Regions from separate parts of the Anser cygnoides genome. Here region 1 is linked to region 2. The links are chromatin contacts, called in public Hi-C maps. All regions are on one chromosome and are shown on one strand. Each heading gives the region's core, a stretch centred on a gene start, on an enhancer-like site or on the middle of the called end of the contact. The rest is flanking DNA. Distances are from core to core; before and after follow the strand shown. Region 1 holds the start of HPGD (15-hydroxyprostaglandin dehydrogenase). Region 2 has its middle 37 kb from the start of HPGD.

Region 1 (3,733 bases), core at 128-2,627, 37 kb after region 2:
GCTTCGTCACTACCGTTGAGAAAGCAGCGAGTGAAGTGTAGTGCAAGTAGAACTAACAACACTCGCATCTAGCCTGACAAATGAATCTGGGGAAAGGGTACTAACAACAGCTATGTCAAAATTTGAAAGTGACTCACTACCTGTGAATGTAACCTAAGAATGAAACTTTAATGAAGTGTTGTGGTGACTATGAGATGTTGTGAAGGGTATGTCAAAATTACAAACTATTCCAAGATGTCAGTGAGGAGCAGGATTTATTCACTGAGAACATGAATGGCAATCACATGTGAAGGAAGCTCCTTGCCATGCCCTGCATCTGCAAAACATATGCAAAACTTTATCGATCCTTATCCAACCCCACACTAAAGCAGCGTGCCATCTACTGCCAACTGTTCTTTCGGCACAGCAGCAGACGTTGAAGGCAAGCATGCTGTACAGAAAGAGCACTGCAACCTGGAGGAGATTTATTACTCCTGTGATGAGAGAATGCAGCTTGGAGTCTGTACTGAAGCCTCATAAAAAGCAAGTCCGTGCTTTAAAGTTTATGTATATTACTCATAAAATAACAACTATCTTCTGCAGAGGCTTTCATGCAAAAATGTCACACAGTGCTCAATGGAAATGATTTCTCTGGCTTTTCTTTACGATGTGCCAAGTAACACAGTGAAATACGCGCGCGCTGGCAGTCATATTTCACATCTGCAGGTTCAGAAACAAATCCTTTTTGAGTCACTGTCAGGAGCGATTGGGAGTAGGCTGTCCTGCAGCACCCATAATTGCGCACCTATAGGTGCAGCAGCCCGGGCTCCCTCGGCGCGCTGAGCCGGAGCGCAGCGCTGACGCTTGGCCCTTTACCTTTCAGCTGCTCGGGGTCCGTAACGTCGCACTGGATGAACACCGTTCTCTGCGCCTCGAACTGCTCGTCCAGGGCCTCCTTGCTCTCCTGCCCGGCCTCGAGGTTGCGGTCCAGCAGCGCTACCTGCCCGGGGACGGAGGGAGGGAAGGGAAGGAGCGGGGCTGAGGGGAGCCCCGCCGAGGCTCGGGGGCTGCCGGTGCCCGTGACGGGGGCGCTGCCCGGGGCTTACCTTGGCTCCCTTGCCCAGCAGCGCCTGGACGAACGCCCTGCCGATGCCCTGCGCCCCGCCGGTGACCAGCGCCACCTTGCCATTGACGTGCATGGCGCTGCCGGCCCGTCCCTCCCGGCCGGCGCACAGGAGGCTTCTCCCGCCCCGCCGGAGGAACCTAGCGCCGTGTCACCTGCCCCAAGTTTCCTCCCTCCTTCGCTCCCTCCCTCCTGCCCTCCTCCTTCTCCTCCTCCTCGCTCTTCTCCTCCTCCCCCCGGCGGTGCCGCTGCGGCCCATTCCCCCCCGCTCCCCTCGCGTACGGCCCCGAGCCGCCCGGGGCCGGGGGGAGTGGGGGCGGAGCAGCTCGGTCCCTGCTAACTCGCTCTCCAGGACAAGAACTAAGCAGCGGGGGCCGGCCAAGAGCCCCCCCGGCTCCCCCTGCCGGCCCCGGGGCAGCCAGAGCTGGGGCAGAGCCCCCGGCCCGCCGCGGATGGGCTGAGAGGAGGCTGCGGGCTCCGAGAGGGCTCCCGGCAGCCGGCCGAGGCTGAGAGCCCTGCGGGTGGGCCAGGCGGAGAGCAGCAGGGGGAAGGAAGCCGGTCCCGAAAAGCAAACAGGCACAGGGTGCTTGTCCTTTCCTCACAGCCGGGAATAGCGAAGAAGCGGTCATTAAACGGGGCGAACGGCGGGCACATGGAGATAACTGCTTTCGAGAAACGCTCGGGTCTGTGTGTAACGCGGCTTGTGCTTCCAGAAATGGTTAACCACTTTTACAGCTTGCAAGCCGAATATCCCCCTACAGAGCGCAAATTACGTTTGATTAAAAGCGAATGTATCAAGACCAAGTAACATATATCACCGTGCGTTAGAAATAAGAGCAGTCTTATAGATCAAAAAGCTGAAATCAAGTTTCTTGTTCGTTAATATTTCACTGGAGGCTCACAAATGTTATCCCACAGGAAACCCACTGCGGTGGAGTGTTGGGCAGATGGGAAAATCCATCGCTCCAGCCTTAAGCGCCGTAAACGTACATATGCCAGGTATGCATCTGTGTATTACAACACGCTTTTCTTTGGGGTGCTCTGTTTTCTTTTGCCTGGTGTATCACGTTTAAACTTTTTGCTTGTGCTTTCGAGGCCCAAAGGTACTCTGACTCAGACTTCATCTCTGTCATTACTGTCTGTTGCAGTGTTTCCTTGCTTCTCAGCGACAGCAACAGTACACCTGTTTGGTTTCTCCTCCCAGCTGCCTGTTTTCTCCTATGCTGCCTTCATATATGTAACACCCTTAATTCAATTCATTTTTTCCCCTAGAAGAAACAAATTATATTACACCTAACACCAGCAAACTGTTACAGAACTATTAAGGTAACTATGTTACCTAATTGAGTAAATTGAGTAACACAAGAACTTGTTATTATAACCTTTGTCCTTAAAAATGTGAACTAATATAATCCAGCTGCAAAATTGGACAGCAGCCATCTAGTTTTCCTAAAGATCATGATTCACAGTACTTCAGAAAAGCAGTCGGAGCTGGTCTCTGGGATTAGTGATTTGTTTGACTATGATACCTGTATTTCTGGGAGGACTCCAGATTGCTTTGGAGCTGTGAAATTTGTGCCACCTAAACTGCCATGCCTAATGAAGTCTTTCCCAACCAGCTGAGCCAGCTTCCCTAATCTGCTGAGAGGCAAGTACAGTGCCCAGTCAAAGGCACATCATGAGAACAGTGTTACCACACAGGGACCAAACAATAACATTATAGTGGAGTCTTTCACCCTCAGCGCAACCCCGATAACTTCTCCCCTTCCTCAACCTTTGGCCAAGTCACAATCAACATCCATCATGGTCTTTATTTTCACTGCGTATCAATATTTTTTTAAAGTGCTACGCAAAGGAAAAGATCAATAAAAAAAGCCTTTGTGTTGTCAAATCATTGTAGTCAGTATGACCTTTGGCGGCTCTTTTCTAAATTGTTGAACAAATTGAGAACAAATTGGACTCTTCAGTGACACTGGAATGCTTTAAGATTTGAGTGCACACACTCTGCGTTAAACAAATCTTACAAGTCTGTGTTCTAGCAGTCAGCTTGGCTGAATATAATCCTGGACATGGTAGGTTGAAGTTACAGAAATTGAAGTATTGTAATATACTAACCCAAGGTTTCTAAATCTGATTTTGTTCACTGAATGTAATAATGGAAAGGGTCCATTTTATGTACTTGTGGAAGAAGGCCAAAAAAAAAAAAAAAAAAAAAAAAAAAGTTCCACATCAATACCTATAACCTAGGCAAAAATATATCTGAAATCAAAGACAGCATTCTCAGCTAGAACAGAATGTGCCAATCCTCCAAATACAGGAGGAAGTACCAGAAGGATGATTGTGATTTACCAGGGCCAGCAGAGATTGTTTGGCTGTAAGGGATATATATGCTCTGCTCCTTCACACTGCACCAAATTTGCTGATAACTCACTGCAGTGACTCTGAAGAATTTTGTTCTGGCATAGTCCTTTAACAACATTGGTCTGTAATATGATCAACTGCATAAAGGATTAAATGTTGCCCATAGAAAAAAGCTCTTTATAGACATTTGCATTGCTAGAAATCCAGAGTTAGCATCTCTTCGTAGACTTCTTGCTGAAACTTGGGTGGCTAGTTATGAAGGGTTTGTTT
Region 2 (3,572 bases), core at 438-2,937:
GCAAGTGTCTTTCAGGCCTTCTTGCCAGCTTTCATTGTAAGCTTGCAGTGATGCTTTGTCCATGATTTCCAGGTTGCAGAATCAGGACCAGAGGTGTCAGCCAAGGGATGCACTTGTTGCAGATCTGCTGATCAGTTCCTGCCAGTGCATAGGCCAAGGAAATGGGAGGGAGGCAGATACGGTAGTGTCCCCAGATCTCCTCTTGGGCAGACCCCTTAGAGGGATATATAGACATTCAGATTATTCTACTCCACTCCTGTCTGTCAAATCTGGAGTTTCCTTAGTGCAGTACAAGGGTCTACAAAGCCCTTTGATACTGCCTTTTACACAGCTGTCCCCAGGGCAGCTTAGAAGAAAAGCCTTTCTCTTTCTCAGCCTGATTTAGATATGCTTTCTCTCTGTCAAGGGTACCACTTCAGAAGGTAACTCATGCACAATGTCATCATTGCTTCTGACATTCTGACATCTGCTAGAAAAACTGTTTTTTTGTTTGTTTGTTTTTCTGCCATAAACAGTATTTTCCCTTCCTTCCCCAGCACAGCAGGATGTGCATATGGAAGCAGAACGTTTCAGTTAGTGGCCAACCTCATAGCTGGTATTGTTTTTTTCTGCTTTTTGTATTTTTTTCCCCTCTTACTTTGCAGTTAGCACTGTTGTTATCAATTGCTTGGTATGAGATAAAAACACGAAGCCTGTTCTTCCATGTGTAATTTCTAAACCTCTGCATCTTACTGTGGTGGTTTTACTCAGGTGCGTGGCCAAGCTCCACCACAACTGCTCTCTCACTCCCCCTCCTCAAAGAGGAACGGGGAGAAAATACAATGAAAAGGGCTCAAGGGTTGAGATAAGGAAAGGGAGATTGCACAGTAATTATCGTGACAGGCAAAACAGACTCAGCGTAGGGAGATAGTAAGATTTATTACCTATTACTAACAAGCTGGAGAAGTGAGAAACAAAGGAAAGAAACCAAAAACACCTTTCCCCCCCATCTACCCTCTTCCACCTCCCCCCCCAAGCGGCGCAGGGGAACGGAGGAATGGGGGTTATGGTCAGTCTATAGTGCTTCTTCGCCGCCGCTCCTTCTCAGTCACTCTTGTCCCCTGTGCTGTGGGGTCCCTCCCACGGGATGCAGGCCTTGCTGAACTGATCCGGCATGGGCTTCCCACAGGCAGCAGCTCTTCAAGAACTGCTCCAGATATGGGTCCGTACCACGGGGTCCATCCCTCAGGAGCAAACTGCTCCAACCTGGATCCCCCACAGGCAGCAGCTCCTGCCAGGTCACCTGCTCCTGCGTGGTCTCCTCTCCACGGGCTACGTGTCTGGCCCAGAATCTGCTCCGGCGGGGTTCTTCCACAGACTGCAGTCTCCATCGGTGCAGGTCCACCTGCTCCACCGTGGTCTCCTCCACGGGCTGCAGTGTGGAACCCTGCTCCACCGCGGTACTCCATGGGCTGCAGGGGGACAGCCTGCTTCACCATGGTCCTCACCACAGGCCGCAGGGGACCTCTGCTCCGGCTCCTGGAACACCTCTCCCCCTCTTTCTTCACTGACCTTGGCGCTTGCAAGGCTGTTCCTCACTCCTCTCACTCTCCCAGCTGCTGTGTGGCACAGCGGTTTTTTTCCCCTGTCTTAAATATGCTCTCACAGAGGCGCAAAACAACATCACTTATTGGCTCAGCTCTGATCAGCAATAGGGCCCTTACCAAACATGGGGCAGCTTCTAGATCCTTCTCACATAAGCCACCCCTATGGCCCCCTGCTACCAAAACCTTGCCATGTAAACCTACTACACTTACGTAGGAAGTGGAACTTTGCAGCCACACTCAGTAATTGCAATATAAACCGAGAACATCCAAAAATGGATTTTGCCTTTCTCTTCCTTCTGACCCAAAGCCTAGAACTGTCTTTTCCTTTAGCAAGCAAATTCCTAGCTGTCCACTGTACAGTGGGTCTTTATGCCATTGCTTGCCACCATCTGTCATGAGTAATTTGTCAACAGATTAGAGTTCAGGGTAGTTGTGTTATGCAACAGTCTTGTGCAATGAATAACTTCAGAAGCACCATGCTGATTCAGAGGATGTTAAAAGAGTAAGAAATGTGTAGAAAATCATAGAGTACTCGGACCCAGACAAGATGTCTCTGATGAGGCTTTCCTGTAGCTTGGGTGGAATCTTGTGTCTCCCCTTTCCTGCTATACTCTTCACTGGGACTGGTTCATATTCTTTCTCCATAAGAATTTTGACACTTTATTTCAGGCTCTGGACTGGTCTCAAAATACTGGTCCTCAAATTGTTCTCTATTTAGTCATCTGGTAAACATGTTTCTCCAGAATGCATTGAAACTAACTCAATACCTGTCTGACTCTAAATATGGGGAGAACCTTCAGGTTCAGTTTCCACCAACGTGACCCCAACGTCTACAGTTTTCTTTTCTTAATGGCTACCTCTATTTCATATTTTCATCCTTGACCATCAGACAACCTTCTCTCAAAGTGTAGAAACACAAAGTTCTAGGTGTGGATAGGTCAAATATGAAAAATAATAATTTAACTTTGGCCTGACACTAACATAACATGAAATCAATATTGTATGAGGTAAGGAAGAATGAACTGCATTTAGAGAGGCCCCAGTCCTCAGCTATCAAATTTTCTGTCTGACCCGAACCTGCATCAGTTTAGAACAGGAAACCAAGAAAAATCTGTTTCCTCCAGATCGTGTTGATGTAATGGTATGCAAGGTAATTAATATTCTGGATTTCAACCTGACCCATTGGAATCCTCAAAGGCAGAATGAGACAAGAAAGCAAACAAAACATTTCCTTTCTTTTCCAGAGAAAGATAAATAGGAACAGCTAAACAAGCTCTGACAAGCTTTAAAATCAGATATGAAATTGGATTGTATTATACCACCTAAAAATGATAGCAGAGTTACCAAACTGATAAAAGTTGGTTGTTCCACTAAACAAACCTCTGTTTTAGGAGGGAAAAATAACAGCTGTTGACTAGAAAGCCTAATGGTCCAAAACCAAAGTGCTATCTCTTAGACTAAAAGCTGAAGGTTGAAAAAGTCTAAACATTTTCTCGACATTAGAGGAAGCAAAGCAAACTCTAAAGTCCTTCCAATCATCCCTCAAAAACATGTATTGTGGTTTTTTGTTGTTGTTGTTGTTGTTCTTGGGCCATTTAGTTAGGAAACAACTCCCAGAGGTGTGAAATTTGCAGGAAAATAGTGGGACAGATCTCTGAATGGTGCAGACCAAATATTATTGTATTTGGTATAACATCCAACTTTTGCTTAAAAAGCAAAACAATCTGCCTGAAGTTCACTGCCTGTCCTTTCCCTAATTTGATTAGGTAGAAGGAGAGAGAGAGAGACAGAATGTGCTTTTGCTCTCTGCACATGTGGCTACAGGTTTGCAGCAGGCTACAGTTGCTGGTATTTGTGATGAACTGATTTAGTTGGCTCTTTTGGTATACCTGTCAGGTTCTGCTATCAGAGAAAGATACTGTATCCTAGTGCATTTTAAAGCTCTTCTTTTGATCAAAAGTGTGATGTATAGCAAGAGCTTTGGCT

The links. Hi-C and Micro-C count contacts between places; a contact is called where the count stands out from the background.
Region 1: a contact with region 2 is called in a Hi-C map of liver, with 3 times the contacts expected there. The contact joins the promoter of HPGD here to the enhancer-like site in region 2. A contact is called at or near these places in 2 of 7 Hi-C or Micro-C datasets (both in liver).

What each region holds. Positions count from the first base shown.
Region 1 is chr4:55,466,662-55,470,394 of Taihu_goose_T2T_genome, forward strand. It overlaps HPGD (15-hydroxyprostaglandin dehydrogenase), which reads right to left and starts at 1,378. Exons shown (of 7, transcript XM_066996172.1): 1 at 1,086-1,378; 2 at 856-979. The coding sequence starts at 1,178. It overlaps LOC106041768 (a long non-coding RNA gene), which reads left to right and starts at 1,402. Exons shown (of 7, transcript XR_007159981.2): 1 at 1,402-2,101.
Region 2 is chr4:55,429,439-55,433,010 of Taihu_goose_T2T_genome, forward strand. No RefSeq gene overlaps it. Among named protein-coding and RNA genes, the nearest start is that of HPGD, 37 kb to the right of the region's middle. Within about 2 kb of position 1,688, at least 2 of the 3 cell types and tissues checked have open chromatin away from gene starts, as enhancers often do. A contact at or near this core is called in liver, where this site is marked.